2 separate regions of the Salmo salar genome follow, and region 1 is linked to region 2. Evidence: chromatin contacts called from public Hi-C data. All regions are on one chromosome and are shown on one strand. The core of a region is the stretch at or near the end of the contact, and the rest is flanking DNA. Distances in the headings are between cores, read along the strand shown. Region 1 holds the start of LOC106607575 (zinc finger CCHC domain-containing protein 10). Region 2 holds the start of LOC106607579 (mitotic deacetylase-associated SANT domain protein).

Region 1 (6,503 bases), core at 3,772-6,271, 180 kb before region 2:
GATAATCAAACAATGCAATGCCAGACTGTTGTTTTATTTGACAGATTACACTACAATGAAGCTTACACAAATCTCTTTGTTCATCACATCTGGGTTCAAATAGTATTTGATTTCAAATACTTTGAGCCTGCCTGGAGTGAAAAATGGAGAGTTGGCACTTTTCCTTTGTTCCATTGTGCCAGGCATGCTTAAAGGGGGAAATCTGCAGTTCGAAACAATAACAAAGCAGACACCCCACCATTGATTAGGTACATAGCTCAGCTATGGGGCTGGAGGAATTGGACAACTCTTAAACTCATGGACAGAGCTATGAAAACAAGGACTTACCATCCATGACATCCAAATGGTTAAAACTATGTTTTAAGGCTATATAGTGTTTGTTTACATTTAAAACAAGCTTATATTTTGGGTCCTGGTGGGGTACGACAGTTAGGCATCTGTAAGTTATATTCTTCGAGAATAAATGGGTATATCATTCATTTAAATCTAAAAATTGATTTAGCAACAGCAGATTACACCTTTGATCAATCCCAAAGAAAACAAATACAATTTGAACTCGGGTAGGTTGTTCATCACTAAGATCTTTGCGGATGACAGTAAATTCCACCACATCAACACTATCTTACTTAGCAAACATACAGACAAAAAGTCAGCGACTGGCTCCTTCAATATTATAGTAAAAATTACAGTTCTAAAAATCAAAATACAGACATCCGTTACAAATAGTCTGCAGAAAGGCGCCGGCAACCAAGTGAAAGCACATTTTTTCTACAAGAGATACAAGTCAAATTCAGAGACATGGCTTTTACTGACATTTTCAAACAACCTAGGCCATATCCCCAATCTCTTCCTGTGATAATAACAAACCTAAAAATTGATTTTCTTTCAGAGCTTTATCACATGGGTTCTTTCCCTGAGTTCTGTTCTGGAAAAAAGTGGAAGATTCTGGAACGCAACTAACGGTGACGGTCCATGCATTACAACGTGGAGTTGAGGAATTCAAGCAGTTCTGCGCGATTCTTGTCTCTCTGTTGAAAACAATAAACACACACAAAAATCTGTCAAAAGTTGACACCTACTCATTCAAGGGTTTTTCTTTATTTTTACTATTATCTACATTGTAAAATAATAGTGAAGACATCAAAACTATGAAATAACACATACGGAATCATGTAGTAACCAAAACAAGTGTTAATAAATAAATTATATTTGAGATTTTCCAAAGTAGCCACCATTTGCCTTGATGACAGCTTTGCACACACTTGGCATTCTCTCAACCAGCTTCATGAGGTAGTCACCTGGAATGCATTTTAATTAACAGGTGTGCCTTGTTAAAAGTTAATTTGTGGAATTGCTTTCCTTCTTAATGCATTTGAGCCAATCAGTTGTGTCGTGACAAGGTAGGGGTGGTATACAGAAGATAGCCCTATTTGGTAAAAGACCAAGTCCATATTATGGCAAGAACAGCTCAAATAAGCAAAGAGAAACAACAGTCCATCATTACTTTAAGACATGAAGGTCAGTCAATCAGGAAACTGTCAAGAACTTTGAAAGTTTCTTCAAGTGCAGTCGCAAAAACCATCAACCACTGATGAAACTGGCTCTTACGAGGATTGCCACAGAAAAGGAAGACCCAGAGTTACCTTCTCTGCAGAGGATAAGTTCATTAGAGTTACCAGCCTCAGAAATTAGAGCCCAAATAAATGCTTCAGAGTTCAAGTAACAGACATCTCAACATCAACTGTTTAGAGGAGGCTGCGTGAAATCAGGTCTTCATAGTCAAATTTCTGCAAAGAAACCACTACTAAAGGACACCAAGAAGAAAAGAGACTTGCTGGGGCCAAGAAACATAAGCAATGGACATTAGACCGGTGGAAATCTGTTCTTTGGTTTGATGAGTCCAAATTTGACATTTTTGGTTCCAACCGCCATGTCTTTGTGAGATGCAGAGTTGGTGAACGGATGATCTCCGCATGTGTGGTTCCCACCGTCAAGCATGGAGGAGGTGGTGTGATGGTGCTTTGCTGGTGACACTGTCTGTGATGTATTTAGAATTCAAGGTTAACCAGCATGACTACCACAGCATTCTGCAGCGATACGCCATCCCATTTGGTTTACGCTTAGTGGAACTATCGTTTATTTTTATCACAACAATGACCCAACACACCTCTAGGCTGTCTAAGGGCTATTTCACCAAGAAGGAGAGTGATGGAGTGCTGCATCAGATGACCTGGCCTTCACAATCAACCAACCTCCACCCAACTGAGATGGTTTGGGATGAGTTGGACCGCAGAGTGAAGGAAAAGCAGCCAACAAGTGCTCAGCATATGTGGGAACTCCTTCAAGACAGTTTGAAAAGCAATCCAGGTGAAGCTGGTTGAGAGAATGCCAAGAGTGTGCAAAGCTGACGTCAAGCAAAGGGTGGCTACTTTGAAAAACAAATCAATTTTAGATTTAACACTTTTCTGCTTGCTACATGATTCCATATGTGTTATTTCATAGTTTTGATATCTTCACTACTATTCTACAATGTAGAAAATGGTAAATATAAAGAACCCATGAATGAGTAGGTGTCCAAACTTTTGACTGGTATTGTATGTATGCATGCATGCATGCATGCATGCATACATACATACATACATGCATACATACGTTAGCAGACTCTAGCATCAAGAGCGAGTCGACTTAGAATCAGTGAAATCAACTCAGGTAGGTAAACAACCTTCACATACCACAATCATTGCAAGTAAAAACAGTCATGGCATACTCACCAGCTTGTCTTTCTTTGACTTCTTCAATTTCATTTTTATCTTCTTTCCTGAAATCATGCTGAACTTGCTTTTTCTCTTTCTCTCTTTTAAATACTGAAAGACAATTCATTTCAAAATGACAGCTTTCAGACAGCTTCAAACTACAGGTATGGCTGTAGCGCACTTCCTTTAGGATAAATAGCCCCATAAATGTTTTCTACCTTGGATATCTGAATAGGTCCAGGTCCAGCGCTTTCCTCCTCCGTCTTCATTTTCTTGTCCTTCTTCCGTTTAAGCTTTTTCTCCCTTTTCCCTTTCTATTAAAACAGTGTAAACAGAGCATATTTTAAATATCTTAAAATTACCATTTGATATCAAACAAGGTACAGACTACAACAAAATAAGTAGCTACTGAAAACGAATGAATATTTACCTTTTTGAGTTGTTTTTCCTTTTTCCTTTTCTTAGAATTCTTTCTGGACTTGCTGTGGGAATCTAGAAAGGAGATTGCAAAATCTAACTGAGACACTGTTCATCAGGCTTTAACTGCTATTTGTATATTTATATAAATAAAATAGACAATATTTCAGATACATTTGCATCTTAACAACTACGGTACATGTACTGGCACACTCACCACTGCTGCTCGAACTACTCCTACTGCCAGACGAGGAGCTGGATGAGGATGATGAAGAGGATCCCGATGACGAGGATGAGCTGGATGAGGAGGAAGATGACGATCTACTGCGGCTTTTCCTTTTAATTTTTTCTTTCCCTTCAATAGAAAAATACAGAAGCACATGACTGACTTCAAGGTAGGCACACACACGTGATATCAGCTGATAAGTTATCACCACAGACCATTCAATTACCTGTACTTGTTGTTCTTCTGTCATCTCTTCTTATGGCGGTCTCAGTACTTCTTCGGTCATCTCTTCTTGTGGCAGTCTCAGTACTTCTTTTGTCATCGCTTCTTCTGGCAGTCTCAGTATTTCTTTTGTCATCTCTTCTTCTGGCAGTCTCTGTACTTCCTTTGTCATCTCTTCTAATGTAATCTCTTCTTGTGGAGGACTCAGTACTTCTTCTATCATCTCTTCTTGTGCTGGACTGACTTCTCACTTTGTCTACATTGGCAGACTAACAAAAATAAAGTAAAGGAGAACGCCTTGTAAGTCTGTTCGCATTGTGAGCCCAAACCTCTATCATAAGCTCGTCCGAGTTTAAAAACCCAGACAGAGGAGCAGATCAGTAGGCTAAATTAGTTAGCGTAGCCGTTCATGCAGATTGGCGTTAGGATACAGTTGGCGATAACTCTCTCCGGTTGTCAACCATCTGATCGACACTGGTGAATTTCGGCAAGGTGGCTTACTAAATGCATTGACAAGTTAGCTAGCTAGCTAACGTTAGCGCTCATCTATAATATCAAGTTGCATATAACGTTAACGGAAGTGAAGAAGGCTAGGTAGCTAGCTTGCTAGGTACTTACCATGGTGGCTGTTGTCTCGACGAAAAAAAAAGAGATGAATGCAATAAAAGTTGTTGATTCTCAAAGCTATATTCTCTATACTACTATTCAGCAATTAATAGCAATGCTTCATCGACGGTACTCATTTGTAAATGTAACGTTATGGCTGTAAGAGTTGGCTAGTTTGCTGACTACACCATGGAGCCATTTTACATCCCACAATGCACCGTTATTTTATTAAAGGAACACCACAACATTTTTACACCTCGTTGCGGACACGTTATTTTTGCTTTTGATGGCTTGGCAGCAAGGTAATAATTCAAACAAAAAGAGAGAAAATACCTATCTCTAATAGGATACACGAGTCCTGAATACACAAAATAATTCAGTGACATATTTGATGCTCCTCATACAGAACAAACCTGACCTCTCATAGTCTATTTAATATTTCTCAAAAAATAAGTTTCTTAAAAATAAGAAACTCATAATAAATCATGGAATTTGGGAGCGCGTTCCATAGCTAGGCGAGGAGACGCAACAACCAATGGTTGCGTGCCAAGTCATCGGACGTGTCATCCACTGACAAATTGCGGTGTATGTGATCAAACGATGAAGAATCATTATGCCATGTTAAAAACAACTGGGAACTGAGAACTCGGAAATCTCAGACTTCCAACTTCAGTGTTGCGGTATTCAAAACAACTGGGAACTCGGGAAAAATATGAGGTCAAATCATGACGTCAGTGATCTTCAAGTTGGAAAGTCGGAGATCTAGAAAGAGGCCAGAGTTCCCGAGTTGGAATTCAGAGTTGGATGACTGTTCAAATCGATGTTTCCCAATCGGAGCTCGTTTTTTGGAGTTCCCAGCTGTTTTGAACGCACTGAAGTCGGAAGTCGGAAATGCCCGAGTTCCCAGTTCTGAGTTCTCAGTTGTTTTGAACGATGCATTAGTTCACCACAAATGGAAACTATGAAAAAAACGAGCTCCGACTGGGAAAATTCGTTTTGAATGGTCATCGTCGGAACTCTGGCATCTTTCTAGAGCTCCGATTGTCTTGAAAGCACACTTAGTGCATGGGTCTTGGCCCTTGAAAATGTACAACACTCCATCACGCCTTCTATTAGCCTCCCAACTTTCTGATTGTGAAAAGAATGTTAATGGTGATAATGCAATGGAATCATGTCAAAGATTGATGTCAAAGATATTGTATGAAACCATATTCATAAATTACAGTATAAATATTTATACATTAACAAAAATGTAATACATATTCATTTTCTGTAACAAAAAAGTTTATGTCATATCAAGCATTTTTTTTTAAGTATTGCCTGCTGGTGTTCTAAGCATTACATCTAAATCACACATAGGCTACTACATCAGCCAAATGCACTACTTATCTAGCTACACTACATGGCCAAAAGTAGGTGGACACCCCTTCAAATGAGTGGATTAGGCTATTTCAGCCACCCATTGCTGATAGGTTTATAACATCGAGCACACAGCCATGCAATTTTCATAGACAAACATTGGAAGTACAATGGCCCGTACTGAAGAGCTCAGTGACTTTCAACGTGGCAACGTCATAGGATGCCAATTTTCCAACAAGTCAGTTCGTGAAATTTCTGCCCTGCTAGAAGCTTCCCTGGTCAATTGTAAGTGCTGTTATTGTGAAGTGGAAATATATAGGTGCAACAACGGCTCAGCCGCAAAGTGGTAGGCCACACAAGCTCACAGAACATCACCGCCAAGTGCTGAAGTGCGTAGCGCGTAAAAATCATCTGTCCTCGGTTGCAACACTCACTACCGAGTTCCAAACTGCCTCTGGAAGCAACATCAGCACAATAACTGCTCGACGGGAACTTCATTAATGTTTTTTCCATGGCCGAGCAGCCACACACAAGCCTTAAAACACCATGTGCAATGCCACACATTGGCTGGAGGGGTTCCACTACTCCATTGGACTCTGGAGTAGTGGAAACGAGAATCACGCTTCCCCATCTGGCAGTCCGACAGATGAATCTGGGTTTGGCGGATGCCAGGAGAACGCTACCTGCCCAAATGCATAGTGCCAACTGTAAAGTTTGGTGGAGGAGGAATAATGGTCTGGGGCTGTTCATGGTTCGGGCTAAGCCCCTTAGTTCCAGTGAAGGAAAATCTTACATACAATGACATTCTAGACGATTCTGTGCTTCCAACTTTGTGGCAACATTTTGGGGAAGGCACATTCCTGTTTCAGCATAACAATACCCCCGTGCAAAGCGAGGTCCATACAGAAGTGGTTTGTCGA
Region 2 (5,966 bases), core at 849-3,348:
CTCCACCTTCAGGGCCACGTTGACCTGGCTCAGCTGATCCAGCACCTCGTAGATCTCCCCGAAGCCACCCCCACCAATTTTCTTCACCTGGAAATGGAATGGGGAAGGTGGAATGCAGGTAGTAAAGAAAGAAGAGAGAGCGGGTGGGTGGGGGATGGAGGTGGAGAGAGGTGGAGAGAGAGAACGAGAGGGAAGTTGTGAGTGTTCTGTATGAAAAGCGCCATACTGTACCTACAGAAGGTACACACACACCACATCTCACCTCATACCGGTTAGACACATTACATAAAGCTGCTTTGACATTCTCGCTGCTGCCTTCTTGCTAGGAGAATGGGAGCAGCGACAAGACAGATTTGACCGAAGCTAGCTGTGCCCTTTCTGTAGCTGGTAGTATTTATAGTAACTCACCACTCTCCATCTCTCCCGGACCAAGTCTGTGACTGACAGGATGTCTGCCGCCTGCTCTACTGCACCACTCATCCCAAGTGCTGCTCGGAGTGCTCCCAACGACGGCCTGCACCTGGCATCAGTGTCGCTGGCTTTTTACTGCAGAAAGAAATGGCGAAAGGAAAGAAACATTTCAATTTAGACAACTGACAAAATCAGGCCAAAGTAGAGTCCTTGATGACCTCCAGCTTCATGTGTCCCCAGAGAGATGTCAAAATGTGTGTGTTGTCACTGTCATTTTACTTTCTTCACCTATATACTAATGTAAAGGACGTATTGGAACATTTACATCCATTTGTTTTTATTCACAGCAAATAATGTTTCTTTGGATAATCACATCACTGGACATATTAAAAGCCCCATCAGCAGAATCTACCACTTCTATTGCAGGCTACTTTTAAAGCCCATTTAGCCAAGTCCTTTTTCTTACTGTTGTAATAGCTAAGAATAATGCATGAACACAGTGATTGCCATAAGAGCTGCTTGTTCACAACTTACCCTGTGTGTTGCTTATGTAGCCAACAGACATAGCAACTTACCAACCCAACATAGCCATCCTATTCCAACATGATCAGCTGTCATTCTGAAAACTGTTAATAGAGGCATTTCACTTGATAAAATATCTGGCAAGCTGGTTGGCTAGCTGGCAAACGTTAGCTAGGTCTACTAACGTTAAGGTCTTACAAAAAAGAGGGAGAAAGGATCGCTTTGCTAAAATTAGATAGCGTAACGTTACCTTGCTTGACAACAAAGCATAACCCTTTGCATCCATCACGTACTGGACCAGTTAGCTAACAACAAACCAATACTAGCAGCTAGCTATCTTTTTAGACAGCTATCTATCTATATGGTATCTAATAGCTGGGATAACATTAAATATGTGTAACCCTAGCTAGCTAACTGGTACAAGCAAACGATTTCTTGTCTCTGTAACATGTCGTTTATTTAGCAAGCAAAATAGCTAGCATGCTATGTAGCAAACCTAGCTAGCGAATGTTGGCTAGTATAAGGCAGATTTTACATGCGGCTTTCATCTAACCTACCTTATTTGATTGCACCATTTCCAAGAATATACTATTTTCAATCCAGACAGTTAAGTGACATTTCTCCATATCCACTGCTGTGCTTTCAACTCTTAAAACGTTTCATTGTGTACATAACGGAATGGGGAGAAGGTTTCTCCTCCGCTCATTCACACAACAGCAGCGGTTACGTCACGGGCAAGCGCTCCTTCTATCAACTGATTGATCAGTCTGCATCTTTGCAGAGTTCTCGCTTCGATAATCTCCGCTGCCGGGCTAGGGATACGAAATATAGATGTCCCTGTCATTGCATTATTAGAATCAACAGCGTTTCCTGGCACATGCTAAAACTGTGAGATTACAGTATTATGTGCAAAAGAGTGCCACCTCAGAAGAGCAATGCAGACACCAGAGCATTGACACATTTACGTTTACATTTAAGTCATTTAGCAGACGCTCTTATCCAGAGCGACTTACAAAATGGTGCATTCACCTTATGATATCCAGTGGAACAACCACTTTACAATAGTGCATCTAAATATTTTAAGGGGGGGGTTAGAAGGATTACTTTATCCTATCCTAGGTATTCCTTAAAGAGGTGGGGTTTCAGGTGTCTCCGGAAGGTGGTGATTGACTCCGCTGTCCTGGCGTCGTGAGGGAGCTTGTTCCACCATTGGGGTGCCAGAGCAGCGAACAGTTTTGACTGGGCTGAGCGGGAACTGTGCTTCCTCGGAGGTAGGGGGGCCAGCAGGCCAGTGGTGGATGAACGCAGTGCCCTTGTTTGGGTGTAGGGCCTGATCAGAGCCTGAAGGTATGGAGGTGCCGTTCCCTTCACAGCTCCGTAGGCAATCAGACACCAGAGACTGATCGACAGTGACAGGTCAGAATGAATCCACTGACATTTTAAAGCTAAATTGTGCTATCAAATGCTACATAGAATACTTTGGAAATGCAAATTGTGCTAATGATATATATCCACATATTATTACATTGCCACACCACTGTACTGTTCAAAATCAATCACTTTGGATTTAGCCACGCAGACACCCTTAAACATGCGATCCTTAATGGGAGGCTGGGCGCCCCCTTTCTGATGGAATTTCCCGGCAGAAACACTGCCAAGGGTGTGCTGCAATTTGCTGGATGACGCCATACGCAGGCAGTGGGACAACCATATAAGGTGGATAATAGGCGTGGTCCGATAACAGGACGTCAGTTGAAGGGTGACGTGAAGCATTCACGAGCGTTAGAACTTCAACGATTTTGCGCAGCTTCACAGATTTATAAACACTGCTCAGGCTGATTGTATCTATGAATATAGTAGGAACCAATGTATATGACAGACAGATTTGTGAAAAAACGCAACAAAATACAGTGTACTTCACATTTTGAGCATACCCAACGTTATCAGTTTATGTACGTATGCGGGGAGTAATTTTTTTTTAAACATGTTTTCCTGAAAGTGTATTATTAATTCACTGTTACGGTGCGTAACATCCTAGATACTATCACCTGATTTCGGATTAAACGATAAACATTGCTATACCAAGTCCAGTGTTTGCATGGTTTCGATGCAAGTTGTTTACTCTTTGGTCTGAAGAAAAGTAGTCGAAGTATGTCATCTGCTGCGCACGATCCCGCCATGCAGTCGACTTTGGACCAGAGCAAATTGGCTCCACAGAACTTGCTGTCAAATACATAAAACGATATTGAAACGGTAAGTGTCTATTGAATTCGTGGCATAGCACGTTTCTGTTGTCGATCAACATGAGCGCAAAACATGGAGAACTTTAATTTGTAAACAGAATAGCGTGGTAGTATACAATGTGTGTTTTGAAGGTTTCGTTGTTTGTTTGTTTTTTTACTCAAGGAGTTATGATGTGATTTAGAGAGCCTGTCAACATGTATTTTGTACACACACACCCGCACATATTGTTACACTATCTAATCTGCGACGGTAACAGTGTTGCAACATAATACTTCAATGTAACACAAAAGGTTGCCTGAAATTTCGATGCAATTGGCTGGGGACTGGGGGCTCCACGAGGAGGATAGAAACACTGAAAGCGGCTCTGCTTGTTTTCCCTCGTTTCCTGTATTTCTCGCTGTGTTAAATGGCAATTCTGTGTACAGCCCACGCCTCGCTCTGTTGCTGCCTGCTTTTATCACAGTCGAAATGAATGTCAATGTTCTGTAAACAATGGGCCGACACGGATACCTTTGTCTGACATGTCATTACATGTGAATTGGTTTGGATGTACTAAAGTGATAATGATTTGCTTGCACGATACTTGTACAGTGCATGCTATCAGAAACTTATTTTGCTTTCATTATGAATACCCTGTAGCCTAGTTCCTTCCTCTGAGCTAAGCAAACAGGCCTGGCCTGCACAAAATCTTGTTGAAAACATACTGTATTAACAGTCATTTTTCTCATCCTCTGTCTTTCAGGGTCCTGCACATGAATGAGGGCCACAAGGGGATCTAGGGCCACCGTGACTGCAAACTTCTTCAGATCTGACTTGGGGGAGGAGGGTTGTGTGGTCTCCACCCTATACCCTTTCCTGTAGGACTTATGTTTCCTCCCAAATCCTTCTGTTCTCTCTATTAAATAAAGCAGGCCACAACAGTCCCAGACTGAGGCAGTGTAAACAGGCACACTTGGTCTTGTCCCTGTTTTACACTTAATTGACTGGGGAAATATAAAGGACACAGACTTTTTTTTTCCGCTGTTGTTTTTTAGCTAGATTATTAGTATGAGTCTTCCTCCCCAGCAGAAAGTGATCCCTGATAAGTGTGGGGGCAAACATCGGACTGTAGCTGCCATGAAGGAGCCCTCAGTGCAGCACGTTGTGGCTTCTGATGTCTTCTATGGGGGTATTGGCCCCCCGGCTCTGGAGTCTGCTCACGGGGTCGTTGAGCCTGGAGGCCACGGCTCTGGGGTTTTCAACCCAGAGAAGGGGCCCCAAAGTCGGGCTCACTACCAGCAGACTGCCCCTGTCAAATGGATGCACCAGGACCCCATCCAGGCCCCTGGCTGGTCTCAGGAAGCTCCCGGGCCTATGCCAACAAATCCATGGGGGCAGAACTTTGGCCCGTTTATGGGCAGCTTGAACAACGTTAGGGGCCAGGTGGCTTTCCCCAAGGGGAGCCACGATGGAGGAGCTGCTTTGCAGATGGGGCCAGCAGAGAAGCAGGCTCCAGGATCCATGGCCCAGGATAGGGGCTTAGAGTGGGAGCAGCATGGTGCGGCGGCCGCCATACGCCAAGCCCAGCTCCAGGCCCTCCAGCAGGGCCATAAGGGTGTAGCCCTCCAGGCTCAGAACCCCCATGCTCCCCCCTCTCACCCCTCCATGCAACAAGGGTCCTTGTTGCAGCCCTTCCAGCTGGCGTTTGGACCCACCAAGCAACACCTTCCATCTGGGTACTACCAGGTGTTCCAAGGGGGAACCAAAGCCATGCCCAACCTGAACTACAACGAGCAGTCTAAAGCCCAGCAACAACACCAACTGATGCAGCTTCAGATGCAACAGCAGCACCAAATGCACCAACAACATCAACAACAGCACCAGTTGCACCAGTTGCAGCAACATCACCAAATGCAACAGCATCAGCTCCAACTGCAGCAGCAAATGCAACAGCAGTTTCACAAGCAGCAACTACAACAGGAGCAACGGCAACAAATTCACCAGTTGCAGCAACAGCAGCAACCACACAGTTTACCGCCACAAGAAATACTGCAGCCACAGTCTCAGCAAAAGCAACAGCCAAACCAACACTTCCTTAGCTACAACCAGCCCCCTGACAACTGTCCGTCTAGCGCTAGCCCCCCACCCTCTCAGAAGTACAAGCCTCCGTCAGTGGAAACTCATGGACAGGGACAGACACCGGAAGTAGAGACCCCAGCCACTGATCTGTCAAGCCCACCCTGCAACCCCTGCCCTCCAATGGTCACACCTAACCCCATGTCACCCTCCTCCGACGCACCTTTGGCTGCCCCCCGCCGCTCCCGCCGCCTCTCCAGAGACGGGCTGTCCCCCCTGGGTGGCCTTCCCTCACTAACCTCCTTGAACCAGCCCTCCAGGGAGGTACCCCAGAACAGCGTGGTGGCCGGAGGAGAGGAAGGGAGGATGGGGGAGGGCCAGGGTCCCACGGGGGGGGTCATCCAGAGTACCCGTCGGAGGGCGTCAAAAGAGATCAATCTGGAGACTCTGGCCCAGAAGGCTTCCGAGATGGAGTCGATGCCCGCTGCCAAGGTTGCCAAGATATCCAAGGTTTGTTTGCACTGTTTTATTTAGTTCAACCAGGCCTAAAACCTGTTCCAAGTTCAAGTTAATTTCATTCACATAGTGGCCTGGGGTTGTCCAGCGGTCTAGGCCGCTGCTTATGGATCACATGTACTGTGTAGCGCTGCGAGCATGGATTTGAATCTGACCCAATGTTGTAGCACACTCTTATCTACTTCTCTCTCTCTCCTGTCCAATAAACCCCAAAATAC

Evidence for each region. A called contact is a pair of places that touch in the nucleus more often than the background predicts.
Region 1: a Hi-C map of gill shows a contact between it and region 2, with 2.6 times the contacts expected there. The contact joins the promoter of LOC106607575 here to the promoter of LOC106607579 in region 2. A contact is called at or near these places in 2 of 3 Hi-C or Micro-C datasets (blood and gill).

The regions. Positions count from the first base shown.
Region 1 is chrssa06:48,917,662-48,924,164 of Ssal_v3.1, reverse strand. It overlaps LOC106607575 (zinc finger CCHC domain-containing protein 10), which reads right to left and starts at 5,021. Exons shown (of 7, transcript XR_006770266.1): 1 at 4,237-5,021; 2 at 3,623-3,887; 3 at 3,388-3,554; 4 at 3,184-3,245; 5 at 2,972-3,067; 6 at 2,772-2,864; 7 at 19-1,028.
Region 2 is chrssa06:48,736,833-48,742,798 of Ssal_v3.1, reverse strand. It overlaps LOC106607579 (mitotic deacetylase-associated SANT domain protein), which reads left to right and starts at 2,098. Exons shown (of 13, transcript XM_014204654.2): 1 at 2,098-2,349; 2 at 3,920-5,742. The coding sequence starts at 4,225. It overlaps LOC106607578 (tau-tubulin kinase 2), which reads right to left and starts at 1,939. Exons shown (of 15, transcript XM_014204652.2): 1 at 1,491-1,939; 2 at 409-546; 3 at 1-87. The coding sequence starts at 480.